2 separate regions of the Mus musculus genome follow, and region 1 is linked to region 2. Evidence: chromatin contacts called from public HiChIP or PLAC-seq data. All regions are on one chromosome and are shown on one strand. Each heading gives the region's core, a stretch centred on a gene start, on an enhancer-like site or on the middle of the called end of the contact. The rest is flanking DNA. Distances are from core to core; before and after follow the strand shown.

Region 1 (3,141 bases), core at 16-2,515, 180 kb after region 2:
ATTGATTCAGGCACAGATTCAGACTCATACAACAGACAGAGAAGATGGGAAATACAGGCACACAGGAAGTACAAAGTAGAGAATTCAAGCCTTGGCTTGTTCTTCATTAAATAATACCAAGGAGAAATGCTTTGATTTATTTCCTTAATGTGACACTGAAGCATTATTTGTGATTCTCGAGGATTATTATTAATGTGTTTGAACTAAACACACACACACACACACTGCGGATGGATCCAGGCTAAAAGCTAAATAAGAAACATTAAAAGCCAGTTTGACAGCCTCATTTGCTTAGACACTCTTGATTAGACAGAACATATAAAAAAACCATCTGTGCATGGGATTTTTTTAATTTTCAGAAAATTAAGTTATTAAGCCAGGTTTAATTTTAAAGTAGTGTTCTTATTTCCTTTTCACTTGTTGCTTACAAAAAACATCATAAGAGGCCAAATCCAAAACCCAAATAAAACATGTACTTACAAACACAAACAGACTAAATGAGAAAATGTTGACAGGGACGCACACTCGCTTGACTGAGGCTCAGAGGCAGTGAGGAGCTGAGATACAGCTGGGGAGACCCTAGTGATCCAGGAATTGTGTAAACTGGGGTCACCAATCTTTACCACTGTCTTTCCTTTGGCCAAAGTTAAAATTATAAAGGAAAGTTGTACATGAAAGGAAATTCAGAGAAAAACAATTAAGATATGAGAAAACACAAATGTCACAGTGCAATACAGTCCTATTAAGATCGGCGCGATCATGTTTTGGAAATGCAAATGCATGCCTGTTTCCTTCTCCACACTCTCTACAAGTCTCAGGGTTTTAGAAAAGCTCCCGTACAGTCCTGGGATATATTTTTAATTAAATTTTTTCTTAAGATATGATTTCCATTTTCAAAGCTAGCATCCACAAACGAGAGAAGACAATGCTACGCTTGTCTTTCTGGGTCTGGGTTACTTCACTCAGGATAATTGCTTCCAGATTCATCCATTTACCTGTGTGTTTCATTATTCTTAATGTCTTTTGGGTATATGCCCAATAATGTTCTAGCTGGATTTTCAAGTGCCCTCTACACGGATTTCAGTGGTTTTCATTCCCATCAGCCGTAACAGGGTTTCCCTTCTACCCAGCCATTTGTTGTTTATTTTATCTTAGCTGATCTGACTTGGGTAGGATGAAATCTCAGAGTACTTTTAATTTGCATTTCCCTGTTGGCTAAGGATGTAGTAACTAGGGGGTAAGCTACCCTTAACCAGAACTCCCACCCATCCCATTCAGTGTCTCCCACACACAAGGCAATTCTCAAACTCTTCAATATGGCCGCCCTTCCAAAAGCCAGTTTGTCCTCCTCCTCACTCAAACAAGATGAAGACTTCTCTTCTGACCAAGCTGTTTCAAGTGTGAAGTCAGAAACACAAAGGGAGTAGAAACAACTGTCTTTGTATCAGAACTCAGAATGTTAGCAATGAAATAAGTGATGAGAACCTATGTGGTTGGTTTTTTGTTGTTATTGAAGGAAAGGGAGTAGGTGTAGTACTTTTCCAACACAGGGTCTCACTCTCTACATAGCCCAGGTTGCCCTAAACTCACCCCTCTCCTGATTGAGCCTCTCTAGTTGCTGAGATCAAAGGCACGAGGTCATTTTCTAAAGCCTAAAATAATCTCTGGAAAATAATCACTAGGAAAAAAATCTTGAAATAAATATGACAGATTGTGAATTCTGTACAAATATTTAAGGATACTTCCCATGGGAGAACCGTGTGTAAACATAGTTTCAGTTCAATAAATGGGAAAGAATAGCTTTCAGAGGATGGATGAGTTATTGGACAACAGGGAATCAATATGAGATCTAAAGCCACAGATCAGGTTTATTTTTGTTAACTGAGAAACAAGACAAAATAAAAAAGCTTTTTACAGACATAGCATAGACTCATGGACAAACTGAGTCTCCAATTTTGTCAGTCTCTTGGTTATCTTGGAATTGTCAAGTACTTTGCTGAGTGGTTGAGCCCTTGTCCAAATACATGCCACTTCCTTAACGGCAGGATCCAGAGTTAGCACTTTCTAGATTTCACTCATTAGTGCAGTTTTTATAGAATTGGCATCTTCCTTCAAACTTCTTGAATTCCAAGAAGATTGTAAGAGTAAAAAAGTAACTTATTTTTCTTGTAATACGAAATCTCCTTTTATACTATGCAAATTCTAATGTATCCTTTATTTTATAAACTGAAATGGACTTTTTGTTAATCTGTTTCTGTTTACATGCCCTATTAGCTAGCTATGCATAAACTTGGAATTTTGATGTTTAGATTTCCTTTCTCTGTGAGAAATGCCCAGTTTTGTAAAATAAGCTAATATCGCTGCTGTTTATTTAATTTGATTGCTGATTGCTAATATACTTGGACTCCTACTACCTTCTCATTTTCACTCTTCATATAACACATGTGCACAGGTGTTATATGTGCACAGAATGTGCACGGAGCTTGTTATTGGCCCACAGATACATACGTTCTCTAGAAAAGAAGGTACCTTATACCTGACTTACATCCATAGTCCTTTGGGCTCTCCCAACTAAATGCAAAATGGCTACATATTCAATCCAAAACCTATACATCACAGACCTTGAGAAATCACTTGGAACCAGTCATGATGGGTCATTTATGTAAATCCCAGGATCTGGTAACTGTCAAAATAAAATGATTTCAATGGGTCAAATGCTACAAGCAATTTGTGACCTGTGATTTGAGAACTATGTACTGCATTCAAGAAGGTCATCATTGTTAGATAGTTGGACTGAGTTTATAGAAGCACACACACACACACACACACACACACACACACACACTCACTCACACAAAAAAATTTACCAGAAAAAGAGATAAGGCAAATAGAAGCTATGTCTGGAATGAAATTTAGAAAACATTGGATATTTAATAATGTTAGCTAGAATTTGGGCCTAAGTTATCCACTAATTCACAGTGATTTCAGGAGGCTTAAAGGTAGGACCATTCCACTCTGAGATTTATTTTATGTAAACTTATCACTAATAGTAGTTCCTGAGATTGTATGCATTTTATGCCTTTTAATAACAATTTTATATTGCTGATTGCAATACAGTTTTTAAAATAACTTCTTCTACCT
Region 2 (3,287 bases), core at 37-2,536:
TTCTCTTCATGGGGCTCAGGTGAGAGAGCTGCACCCTTTTCCAGTCTTGCCAGTCCAGTGTGCTGTCACTCCTGGTTTCCCAGATTTGATATTAACCTCGGCGTGTGTGGCTATAGTCTCCATTTACTTCGATTGTTTTTTAAGTAGCGGGGCATGGGGCGTGGGGTGGGGGTGGGGGCTTTCTGCCTTAAGAAATAAATTGTTAATCTATCTGTGCCATGTAGCTGGTGACAGGCAGATGATGTTTATGTGCACATCAAGGTGCGAATTCTACTTCTGCATTTTCACTTTAAGTGGAGTCAATGCTGCTTGTAAAATACAAACTCTGCAGTCGAAAGCCATTGTTTTGCACAATGTCGAGTAATTCAGAGCAGGGCACATCATGGTCTCAATACCTTTATTTTTCCACTGGATTTGAATCGCTAGCACTTCATTAGGATTTGCATCTCCATCCATAGAAGCTGTTAGTCTGAAGTTGGCTTGTACTGTGTTGCCTGAGTTTGGTATCAGAGTAATTCTGGCCTCGTGATACACTGCAGAATGTATTTCCCCTTTCCTTTCCTTTCCTTTCCTTTCCTTTCCTTTCCTTTCCTTTCCTTTCCTTTCCTTTCCTTTCCTTTCCTTTCCTCTCCTCTCCTCTCCTCTCCTCTCCTCTCCTCTCCTCTCCTCTCCTCTCCTTTCCTTTCTCTCTTTCTTTCCTTTCTCTCTTTCTTTCTTTTCTTCCTTCCTTTCTTCCTTCCTTCCTTCCTTTCTTTCTTTCTTTCTTTCTTTCTTTCTTTCTTTCTTTTTTTCTTTCTTTCTTTCTTTCTAATTTAGAATTGAGTTCATTTTGTTCTCAAATATTTTGTGCTATTTTTTTGGCAGTCTGTTTTTATTTTAAAATAAATGCAGCTTGAGCCACGTGTAAACTAGGAGGAACTGATAATCTTTTATTTTACAACTCTGAAATTAATCCATGCCATATGTAATCCACAGCACAGGCCTCAAATTTTGAGTCAGCCACAGCGAAGAAAGGGAGTTCCTTAATTCATCCTTAAAATTTTTCCAAGATTTTTTTTTTCTTCTTTCTAAGTGAAGCATTTATCTTGGAGTCAGTTCATGTGGCCTTACGCCCACCTCCCTCCATCTTCAACACTTCAGGCTGGGATGTGGGATTCAGGACCAGCTGAGCTTGGATCTGGAAGGGCACATCGGTGACTGGCAGCAGGGAAGACTCCGTCAGAAACTGGAGAGGGAGAGGGTTGGACAGAGGGTCTCGGGGCGGGGCGGGGCGGGGCGGGGCGAGGGAGGAGTGCAAAGCCTTAGGGTTGGAACCTGCGGAGTAGCAACGTCCCCCTAGGCTATAAATATGGAAGTGCCTCGCTGCTGATCGCCAGGCAGTTGGGAGGGACTGGATGATGCTGTCTGGCCGGAGAGGACTCGAGGCTTGAGTCCTGGTCCACGGGTCGCTGGGGTGGGTCGCTGGGGTGGCTGAAGCCAGTACCAGCTCTGCGGCTCTCCCAGCTCTGCTGCTCTCCCGGGTGAGTCCTAGCCCAGGCGTCCCGCCAGCGTGGTGATCAGGGGCGGGAGTGGGTAGGTTCCTTGTCACCACATCTGAATCTAGAGTACTGGGCACGGAGGACCCGGGGGACCCAGGGGAGCGAGCTCACTCCCGGCCAGCGGAATGAGCCTGGAGGGGGCTGCCCTTCACCGGATCAGGTGGGAGGAAAGTGCGCTCGTTTGCAGCGTGGTCCAAAGGAGTCATAATGTTTTGATCAAACTCTTCGAGTACAGGCTAGAAATCTACAGAAATGTGAGGCAAGCAAGTCAGTTTTCCGCCGTGCTTTTAAATAACTGTTGTATTTTAGCTGTGACCTGAATTTAACCGTAGCCTGTATGACCGCGGGGCCAAAATCTGAAGTTGTGCTACTTTGAGCTTAAGTTAAGATTGTCCCCAGCCTCACCTTTGTTTGCCAATGACCCTGCACTGCCTTCTCTCCTTCTTCTCAGTGCGGGTTCTACTAGTGGATCATCAGTATCACATAGATGGTAGTGGGGCCAAACGCCATAACCACAGGTGTTCCCAGCCAAGCTTTGATACTTCAGTCAGAAGTGGGGAGAAGCTGGTGGCTGCATCTCAGCAGGCTGTCTTGGCCTGTAGTCCTCACTGGATTTCAGTGGCTCCGATTCAGTACTGAAGCGAGCGAGCGAGAGCAGGGCTCTCCACTCTTCTACCTCATTTCACTTTCTTGAGAAACCTTTAGGCCAGTGTCTCCGCAACCTCAGACTATGGTGGTCTCCAGAAAATTTAAGCCAATCCTGCTCAAGACTTCACCTGCTCCCTGTCTTTGGTTAAGCACAGGAGAATAGGCTACGGGTGTCCATGTTTGCCCATGTCCTTAAGCATAAAGACCCACCATCAACTCCAGGGAGACGTCTTTTTTTTTTTTTTTTTTTTTTTCAGGAAAATTTGGGCACTCTGTGTGCCCTGAGGTCTCATTTGGAAGTCGACAACATTAATTTCCTCCTGTGTCGTTCCAGGAAAAGAGAGAGAGAGAGAGAGAGAGAGAGAGAGAGAGAGAGAGAGAGAGCAGCCTCACAGCCTGCTCTCTGCAGTCAGTAATCATTGTTTCCCTTTTCAAGGTACTTCATTCCTAAAGCGATTTTCTTGAGAGTTACCGCCACCGAGTCCCTGTATTTATTGCCCCTAAGCAAAAGCCTTAACCCACTTTACAAATATAAGGACTCCAAGAAGCTTGTTTTAGTGTTTTATCTCCTTGGTTTAACCACAAACAAACAAACACTACCTGTCCTGTTTGCTTATCTCGGAAGTCTTTTTGGAGCCATTAAGGCCCCACTTGGACGGTCACTTCTCCATCAATTTCCTGCTAATGCCCAGGAACCCTCCTTGTTCTTACCCTGAATTAGCTGCGCGATATTAAGAGTGCTTTTATTTATCTAACAATTCTGAGTCTCTGGTCACTGCACAGAAGGTCTCTTACAGTCTTTTAAAACCTCGATACTTTCTGGTTTTTGGTTATTGCTGACTACATAAAAGTCTAGACTGGTTACCTTATTATCCCATGATAAAAGTCTTCGAAACTGTTAACATCTCTGGTTAAATGTTTCTTAGTGAGAGGTCCACAGGTCTATCCTCAAATCACAGGTGACAATTCCTATAATGTATGATATATACTGCTTGAGGTTTAGGGAGGGGCCTCAAGTTGTAAGGTGTTAAAATTGACTGACTTTTCTGAGCCCTTCTTCTCTTCCTGGATGCCTTGTTTTTGTTGGTGGTGTTGGCTTAT

What was found. HiChIP or PLAC-seq counts read pairs in DNA pulled down with a chosen protein or histone mark.
Region 1: an H3K4me3 HiChIP or PLAC-seq map of stem cell-derived neural progenitor cells shows a contact between it and region 2, with 22 read pairs. The contact joins the enhancer-like site here to the promoter of Agtr1a in region 2. A contact is called at or near these places in 12 of 39 promoter capture datasets (the 3T3-L1 cell line, cranial neural crest, embryonic stem cells and 7 more), 1 of 484 Hi-C or Micro-C datasets (liver), 4 of 115 datasets of contacts at active chromatin or transcription factors (cardiomyocytes, embryonic limb bud, fibro-adipogenic progenitors and 1 more) and 1 of 9 other capture datasets (adipose tissue).

Annotation. Positions count from the first base shown.
Region 1 is chr13:30,511,291-30,514,431 of GRCm38.p6, forward strand. No RefSeq gene overlaps it. Among named protein-coding and RNA genes, the nearest start is that of Uqcrfs1, 32 kb to the right of the region's middle. Within about 2 kb of position 1,266, at least 4 of the 459 cell types and tissues checked have an H3K27ac peak or open chromatin away from gene starts, as enhancers often do.
Region 2 is chr13:30,335,070-30,338,356 of GRCm38.p6, forward strand. Agtr1a (angiotensin II receptor, type 1a) reads left to right here and starts at 1,287. Exons shown (of 3, transcript NM_177322.3): 1 at 1,287-1,520.